Linked DNA regions of Hordeum vulgare: region 2 is linked to region 1. A link is a contact called in public Hi-C data. All regions are on one chromosome and are shown on one strand. Each heading gives the region's core, a stretch centred on a gene start, on an enhancer-like site or on the middle of the called end of the contact. The rest is flanking DNA. Distances are from core to core; before and after follow the strand shown.

Evidence for each region. A called contact is a pair of places that touch in the nucleus more often than the background predicts.
Region 2: a Hi-C map of seedling shows a contact between it and region 1, with 3 times the contacts expected there. The contact joins the promoter of LOC123444310 here to the promoter of LOC123444292 in region 1. A contact is called at or near these places in 3 of 6 Hi-C or Micro-C datasets (leaf and seedling) and 1 of 1 datasets of contacts at active chromatin or transcription factors (embryo).

Annotation. Positions count from the first base shown.
Region 1 is chr1H:449,305,379-449,309,118 of MorexV3_pseudomolecules_assembly, reverse strand. LOC123444292 (ABSCISIC ACID-INSENSITIVE 5-like protein 2) reads left to right here and starts at 1,864. Exons shown (of 4, transcript XM_045120973.1): 1 at 1,864-2,169; 2 at 2,289-3,303. The coding sequence starts at 2,461.
Region 2 is chr1H:449,497,621-449,501,382 of MorexV3_pseudomolecules_assembly, reverse strand. It overlaps LOC123444310 (ADP-ribosylation factor 2), which reads right to left and starts at 1,372. Exons shown (of 7, transcript XM_045120997.1): 1 at 1,223-1,372; 2 at 587-747. The coding sequence starts at 734.

The sequences.
Region 1 (3,740 bases), core at 615-3,114:
GTTGTTGGTGCACATAGGTGAACCTAGTTGTTGTAGGTTTTGTGCTTGACAAATTAAACATTAGTTTTATTCCGCATTTGTTCAAGCCTAAACCGTAATTATTTTAAAGCACCTATTCACCCCCCTCTAGGCGAGATCCACATCCTTTCAATCGTGCCCGCGGAATTTCAAGCAGAGAAACCAGGAGCTCCTCCCCTGGTCGTGTCGACCATCGAGACCCCCCAGCATCTCTGCTGCTCTCGCAGTCGGACGAGTCATCGCCTGATGAAGGGAAAAGGCTCACGATGGGCTCGTCAGAATCGAGCATGGACACTTGCCTTGATGTGGCTTGATGAGCCACCGCATGCATGATCCAACGCTGCAGCCGTGTGCGCCTGAAGCGCTTCCGACGGACCGCAGCGGGACGCAAGGGTGCCGAGTGATACAACACTGACGGCTGCCGGACCAGGACTCCGTGTGACACCACGCTAAAGTGAGAAGCACCTCGAGCGGGTAGAGCGTCGATGTCCAACAGCGCGTCCTGCAGCCACGCCGAATCGTCTGCGGTGAAGCTGAGAGAGCCGAAGAGGATCTCACCGCTGAGTGTCATCATGATGACGAAAAGGATGAAAACTCCAATTGCGCTAGAATTCGCTAGATGCGCAGCCCCACGGTGGGCGCCAACTATCGAGGGAATGAACCTGACAATAGTACGAGGGGTACGAATGAGGGGCGGAGTCTAGCTACGGTGCGGTTGTTACACTCAGATGTACGAGTTCACGCCCCACTCAGGAGTGGTAAAGACCCTACATCTCGAGCCCGGAGGCTTAGTTTTGCTTATGGGGGGTGTGAATACACGGGGTGCTTAACCCTTGTTCAGGAGCTCAGGTGCGGCTTATATAGAGGGCGCCATCACCAACCGAGCGTCATAACTAGGGCATTAAATGAGAGTAACTCCGGGCGTTACTTGAAACTGCTGCCTTAACTAGAGTTGTTACCGGTAACGCTAGGCTTTAAAACACTTCAAGTGAGAGGTAAAGTCTCGCAGCCGTTGCAGACCCTTCGTCGTCCATGCCTTGCCTCGTCCGAGTGCCGGTGTGCGTCTAAATGCGAGGAAGTCATCCGAGTGCCTTCGTTTGTCCGAGCGAAGCATCAATGGCCCTGGGACTTTAATGACTATGTGGGGCCCTTGGAGGGCCCTGAAATGCATGTCCATGGCCCTATCCTTAATGGACAACCCCATCAGACACCGTGCCCGAAACCCTAGCCAAGGCTAAGGGTCAGCAGCGAGCGTGGGAGGCCTCTATCGACGGATTTGGACAGATGGGAGGAAGGAGCGGGGCGAGGGGAAGTCGTTGGTGTGCCACCCGCCGCCGGGACTCGTCGAAATCGGCTGGCGTAGGTGGTGATGGTGCCGACGACGGCGAGGGGGTTGCGGGGGGAGAGAGAGCTCGCGAGAGAGTAAAGGAGGGGATGCTTGCGCGCGAGCGATGAAAAAAGCAGGGATCAATGGGCCATCATGTTTAAGTTTTTTTCGTTGGCTCAGTAGAATCGACGTGGCATAGGCGAGAAGACGTCCTTACCGCGTAACTTATTGTAGTGGGTGTCTTTGTACCCGGAGACGTATGCCGAAAGAAATTTACGGATTGTCCCCTAGTTATTTTCATTAAACCATCACCGGTTGTAACACCCTTTTCTTATATTGCAATAAAAGCTACGCTGCAAGCATTTGAGTCATTTTAATTGAACCCATGAACATCGTACTAGCAGCTCCATTTTGTAATTTTGTATCGATCAAAACCGCACCACAGTGTTTGCTGGAAGCTCAAACTGGAACACGACACGCCCCGCCCGAATGCGGCACTTTTTATCCGAATCACCCAGGCCCATTTCCGTCCCCCGTTGGGCCCAGCCCCCCTGTCGCCCACGGTTTTCCTTCTCCTCCACTTCCACTCCCACCATGGCTGCCTCCACCGTCGCCTCCTCCTCCCTTCCCCCAATGGTAGGCGCTAGCCTCAGCCAGCTCTGACCGCCACGCGGGGCCTTGATTCGGCGCCAGGCGGGCGGGAACCGCGCGGGAGCCCCGTTGAGTTCTGCGGGGAGTCCAGCTCGAAAGTCGGAGCAGCGGAGATCCGGTCGCCGGAGTACCCTCGAATCCGCTGCTCGACGTCGTATCCAGGGAAATTCGAGGTTGGATTGGATTCCTTGCGCGTCCCTCTTGTTCGCGCTTGTGTTTTTCTTCCCAAGTCACCTTGTCCGGGGACGATTGTGCGATTCTGTCTGATGCAAACGTGCCACTGTCTATATAGGAGGTTCGTCCGTGGGTGCCTGCTCCTGTGACTGCGTGCGGTCTTGTGGATCTGGGGATCGGCGATATCTGGGCCGGGACTCTGCGGCTGGAAAAGGGGACTGCTTTGGGCATCGTTGTTCCTGAGGTCTTTGTTCCCCATAGGGGCGACCTGTTCAAGAGAGCATCGGTTCATGATTCAGGCAATGGCGTCGCAGTCGCAGGCAGGAGGCGGCGGCACCGGCTGCTATGCAGGCCCGGGGCAGCGCGAGCAGCCGCAGGGCCTGGCGCGGCAAGGCTCCCTGTACAGCCTCACCCTTGATGAGGTGCAGAGCCAGCTGACAGAGCCTTTGCTTAGTATGAACCTCGATGAGCTGCTCAAGAGCGTGTTTCCTGAAGGCATGGATCCTGTCGGTGGCGTCGCCGGCCAGTCTGAGCCGACCCTGGGCCTGCATCGCCAGGGGAGCATCACGATGCCTCCGGAGCTGAGCAAGAAGACCGTGGACGAGGTGTGGAAGGGCATCCAAGATTCGCCCAAGAGAAGTGGCGAGGAGGGTAGTCGGCGCAGGCGGGAGAGGCAGCCGACGTTTGGGGAGATGACACTCGAGGATTTCCTGGTGAAAGCTGGGGTTGTCGCTGAAGGGCATTTGAAGGATTCCATGGACTTGCCAGCTAACATGGGTGCAATTGGGAGCAGTGTAATTGCGGCTGCTGCGCCCAGTTTGAACCCCGGAGCGCATTGGTTACAGCAGTACCAGCAGCAAACTTTGGAGCCCCAGCATCCCAGCATGGCAGGTCCTTTCATGGCAGGTCATTTGGGTCCTCGGCCATTGGCTGTTGCTACAGGTGCTATCATGGAATCGATTTACCCGGATGGCCAGATTACTTCACCAATGCTCGATGCACATTCTGATCCTCAGACACCTGGGCGCAAGCGTGGTGCCTCAGATGGTATACCTGATAAGGTCGTAGAAAGAAGGCAAAAAAGAATGATAAAAAACAGGGAATCAGCTGCAAGGTCCAGAGCGAGGAAGCAGGTTTAATTCTATTTTCCTGTCTACTTCTGTTTTCCTATGTATCGAGTTAGGTCCTCTTCACTGACGGAGCTAGGCAAGAAGTCTTGGGGGGGCTAAACCTAGAATAGGGATGTTTGGGGGGCCAAAAGCATATGCTTTTCCTAATCTGACCTCCCTCTAAAAGTTTCTTCAAGTATTTAATCTAGGCTGGGGGGCCATGGTCCCTGCAGCAATCTCCGCTGCTGGTCCTGTTATAATATTCTGATTGCAGTATCAACCTTAATGCAAAGTTATTGTTGAGTGTGTCGATTTATGTATTTCTGCTCATAGTTAAAAAAAAGTGCTAGGCGTTAATTGTGTGTATTGCCACCGCCTTGCTCTTTGCTGACCAAAGCGCACGCTCATGCACAAGTATGTGCAATTATGTGCAGATTAAGCGCTAGGCACTTTGCTATGGC
Region 2 (3,762 bases), core at 123-2,622, 190 kb before region 1:
CTCAATTATCAAACTTAACTTGGTGATATGCAAAACAATTAGCAGACAGCTGACACACCGGGATCCATACGATCACAATGATGGTGCAGACATTCTATCCTGCCTTGACTGAACTCCCAGGCTCAATTACCAAACTGAGCTTGGTGATATGCAAAACAATTAGCAGACAACTTGCAATCTTAAACAAGAATGGTTTGCTTTTTATTAGGCTTCATTTGGGCAACGAATTGTTGCTTTTCAAATGTAAAAGTTTCAATGTACTTACAGATAACATAGGGCATGATGTTCATTTACAAAAAGTAGCACATACATAAGCTACCAAAATACTCCTATGACACAAATGAGACATAATCAACTCAAGATCAGCTTAAGTTATCTTCATTATCAAAGGCACTAATGTTATTGCTAGGGCAGGCAAGACCATCTTGTCTCTAACTTGCTTACTATGGAACATTCATTACATGCACACGGTCCTAGGCTAAAGCTGCCAAACAAGATAAACATGTCGAGAGTATATATATTTACAAACTAGCAACAAGATAAACAACATGCTGTGACAGAAAATTGACCGAGAACGTGGGCTTACCGATTGTGGGGATGGTGGTGACGATCTCTCCGAGCTTGAGCTTGTAGAGGATGGTGGTCTTACCAGCCGCATCGAGACCGACCATGAGGATCCTCATCTCCTTCTTGGCGAAGAGCCGACTGAACAGCTTAGTGAACGTGAGCCCCATGTCCGCTCCTGCGCTGAAATCAAACGAAACAAATTCAAGGCCGAAGCGTCAGACCCATAGATCAACACAGACACAGGCTCGTTCTATAATAACAACAATAAAAAAATACTCCAGAATTGAAGCCACCCAACTAGATCTACAAGATCTGAGGGCAGCAGCGCCAGATCCACGCCACGGCGCACGAACAGCGCTAAACCGGACCAGATTCGCGACCGGCTCGCGCGGGATTCCCGAGCACCCCGCGTGAGAACAACGCTGGGCCGACCGAAGCCGGTCAAACGCGGCAGATTCCTCGAGCCGCACCCTCGAGAAACGGATCGAATCTACCGGACACCGACAGGATGATGAGATCGAACACACCCGAACCACTAAACAGGTGAAGCCGGTCACAACAACGAAAAATAGTATGACGAATCGAGCGACCAAACCACCGATCGGATCACAGGAGGGGCGACGGGGGAAGGAGAGATCCGGCGAATGGTGGTTACCGGGATCGCGACGGCTGCTGCCCTGTGCGTGCGGTCGCGCGGTCGGCTGGGTGGTCTCCTCTTCTCTTCCTTTGCCCTCCTCGCGCCGGGTTCCTCCCTGGTTTGGGATCGGTGGCAGGAGGAGGAGGAGAGGAATGGAGGAGAGAGAGAGAGACCGAGATGGCCGCACACGAGGAAGTCTATATAGGGACGTGCTTGGAGGGTCACCGGCAGGTGGGGCCGGATTTCTTCGTGGAAGGCGCATAGAAGGCAGCGTGGGCCAGCTGTTAGGTGGGTCCGTCTGTGTGCGGTGACATTAACTTTTTCTTTTCTTTAGGTGCGGTCACATTAACTTGGGCGGTAAATGTGGACCGTGTACATCGACATTAGTAGTATGTCGGCAATAACTGCGATTTCCGTCTGAAAAAAAGGGAATAGTTGTGACTCATGAACAGAAAAAAAAATATAATGTCGGATTTTTAATAATAAGCATAGTAAATCAAATAGGAATATTTTTTATGGCAATTATTGGTGTAATGATGGTAAATTTACGCTGTGTTTGGTTTAAAGTTTCGGGCCAACTTCTGCTGCCTAAAAAAACTATGAGCAAGTTGAGCTCGCGACCGTTTCGGAAGATATAAAGATGTTGACCTTGAACATGAATGTGTTGGATGACGATGCAAAAATAATCGTAGAAACTGTCCGTGTTAGGATCTTGAAGTGCTTGACGGTCAAGTTGGGAAAGGTGAAGAAGGAGGTGGATGATAAAGAGAAGCCGACGAAAGAGTGAGCATGGAGGCTTCGATATCCGTTCTAACAGGGCAAAAATGACGAGGATCTTATGTCCACTATACTTCTATGAATAATGAGGCGCATGTAAAAACTATGAAATTGCTCTTTGTTTGGTTGCGATCGAACATTATGACACTGTACTATAAATTGCTCATGTATTCGCAACTATGAAAGAAGAATTAAGATAACTCTAACCATAACATGAATCATGTAACATCCCAAAAAATGAAATGTTATAATAATCAATTATATGTTTTGCTTGCTTGAGTGATTGATTGGAATTGAGTGGAATTTAAATTTTTTGAAACTTTTAATGAGATAATAAAATAACTTTCGCCTTTTGATGACGAGAGATGTATATATATTTCTCGCACCTAGTTGATTACCCCAAGTGAAATGTTGAGATGTAATCAGCAACAAGTTTTTCCTCACACGGGAACTGTAAGGTTTAACAAACCAAGAGGACTCGTAGGACCAACAAGTAGGTGTCTCCTGTTCTGGTCAGTAGAAGACGTGGACCTGCACACACAACAAATAACTTTGCTCCCAACGAGTACAGAGAGGTTGCCAATCTCTCCGACCTTGTAGTTTGCAAAGGATCAAAACACAAGCGGGAAGGTAATAGTGATTGCAACGGAAAAGTAAATGAAAGCGGTAAATGATGGATGTGTAAACAATGGTGGTGATATTGACCGGTGTCACATGATGTTCACTAGTGATGTATCTCTTCCAAAAGACGATAAACAACTATGCTATGATAAACAAATCACAGTTGGGCAATTGACAGAATTATGAACGCACCACAATGCTAATTATGCTACTTGATAGTTATAGGCTCAATAGTAATGGGCAGTACGTCAAGACAAGTAGACCGTTTATTCATCAGCATCTACTTACTAATCATCCACCTTGAGATATCTATCCAGAACATCTCTCCGGTATTAAGTTGCGAGCCCCATCCAAAGTGTAAACTCAAAGTAACGGACAACTTCATTAACGAACTATGTGTGAGGTAAATAATCCTTGCAACTGAGGTCACAAGCATCATTTTTTTCTCCCTGGTGGCAACAGCACATCCCCTAGTCTCATGTTCATGTCACTCAAGCAAGACATCGAGGGGCATGAACCCATAATCATGCATAACGCTCCCTCTTGGAGTTACAATCTACTACTCGACCAAAGCAATAAATAGCAATAGAGAACATGCATGAATCACTAAGAAACGTTATATAAAAGGATAATCAAATATATAACTCATAACAATCTGAACATAATCTCATAATTCATCGGATCCCAACAAACCGAGCATAGCAATAGCAAGAGAATTACATAGATGCCTTGATCATGTAGGGCAGCTCACAAGGACTAACCAATGAAGCACAAGATTGGAGAGAAGACATCACATAGTTACTGGTCATGGACCCATGGTCCAAGGAGGACTACTCACGGCACGTCCGGGAAGCGTTGATTGCGGTGGAGAAGCTCCCGAAGGTCAATCCTCCCTCCGGCAGGGTATCGGGAAGAGGTCTCCTGACGCTCCCGATCTCGGAAGCGCTGCGGCAACGGAACGATGGAGAAATTCGCGATTCTGGAAGTTGTGGAAGGGTTTCCTCTCGGGACTCTAAATATAGGCCAAAGGAGGGCACCGGAGGAGGTGGGGCCCACCCAGGCGGCCTCCTGGCGTGGCCTAGGGCCTGGCCACGCCAGCAGGGCGCCTGGGCAGCCCCTGGCCCCCCTCTGGCCCATCTTCGGTGATCTAGAAGCTTCTG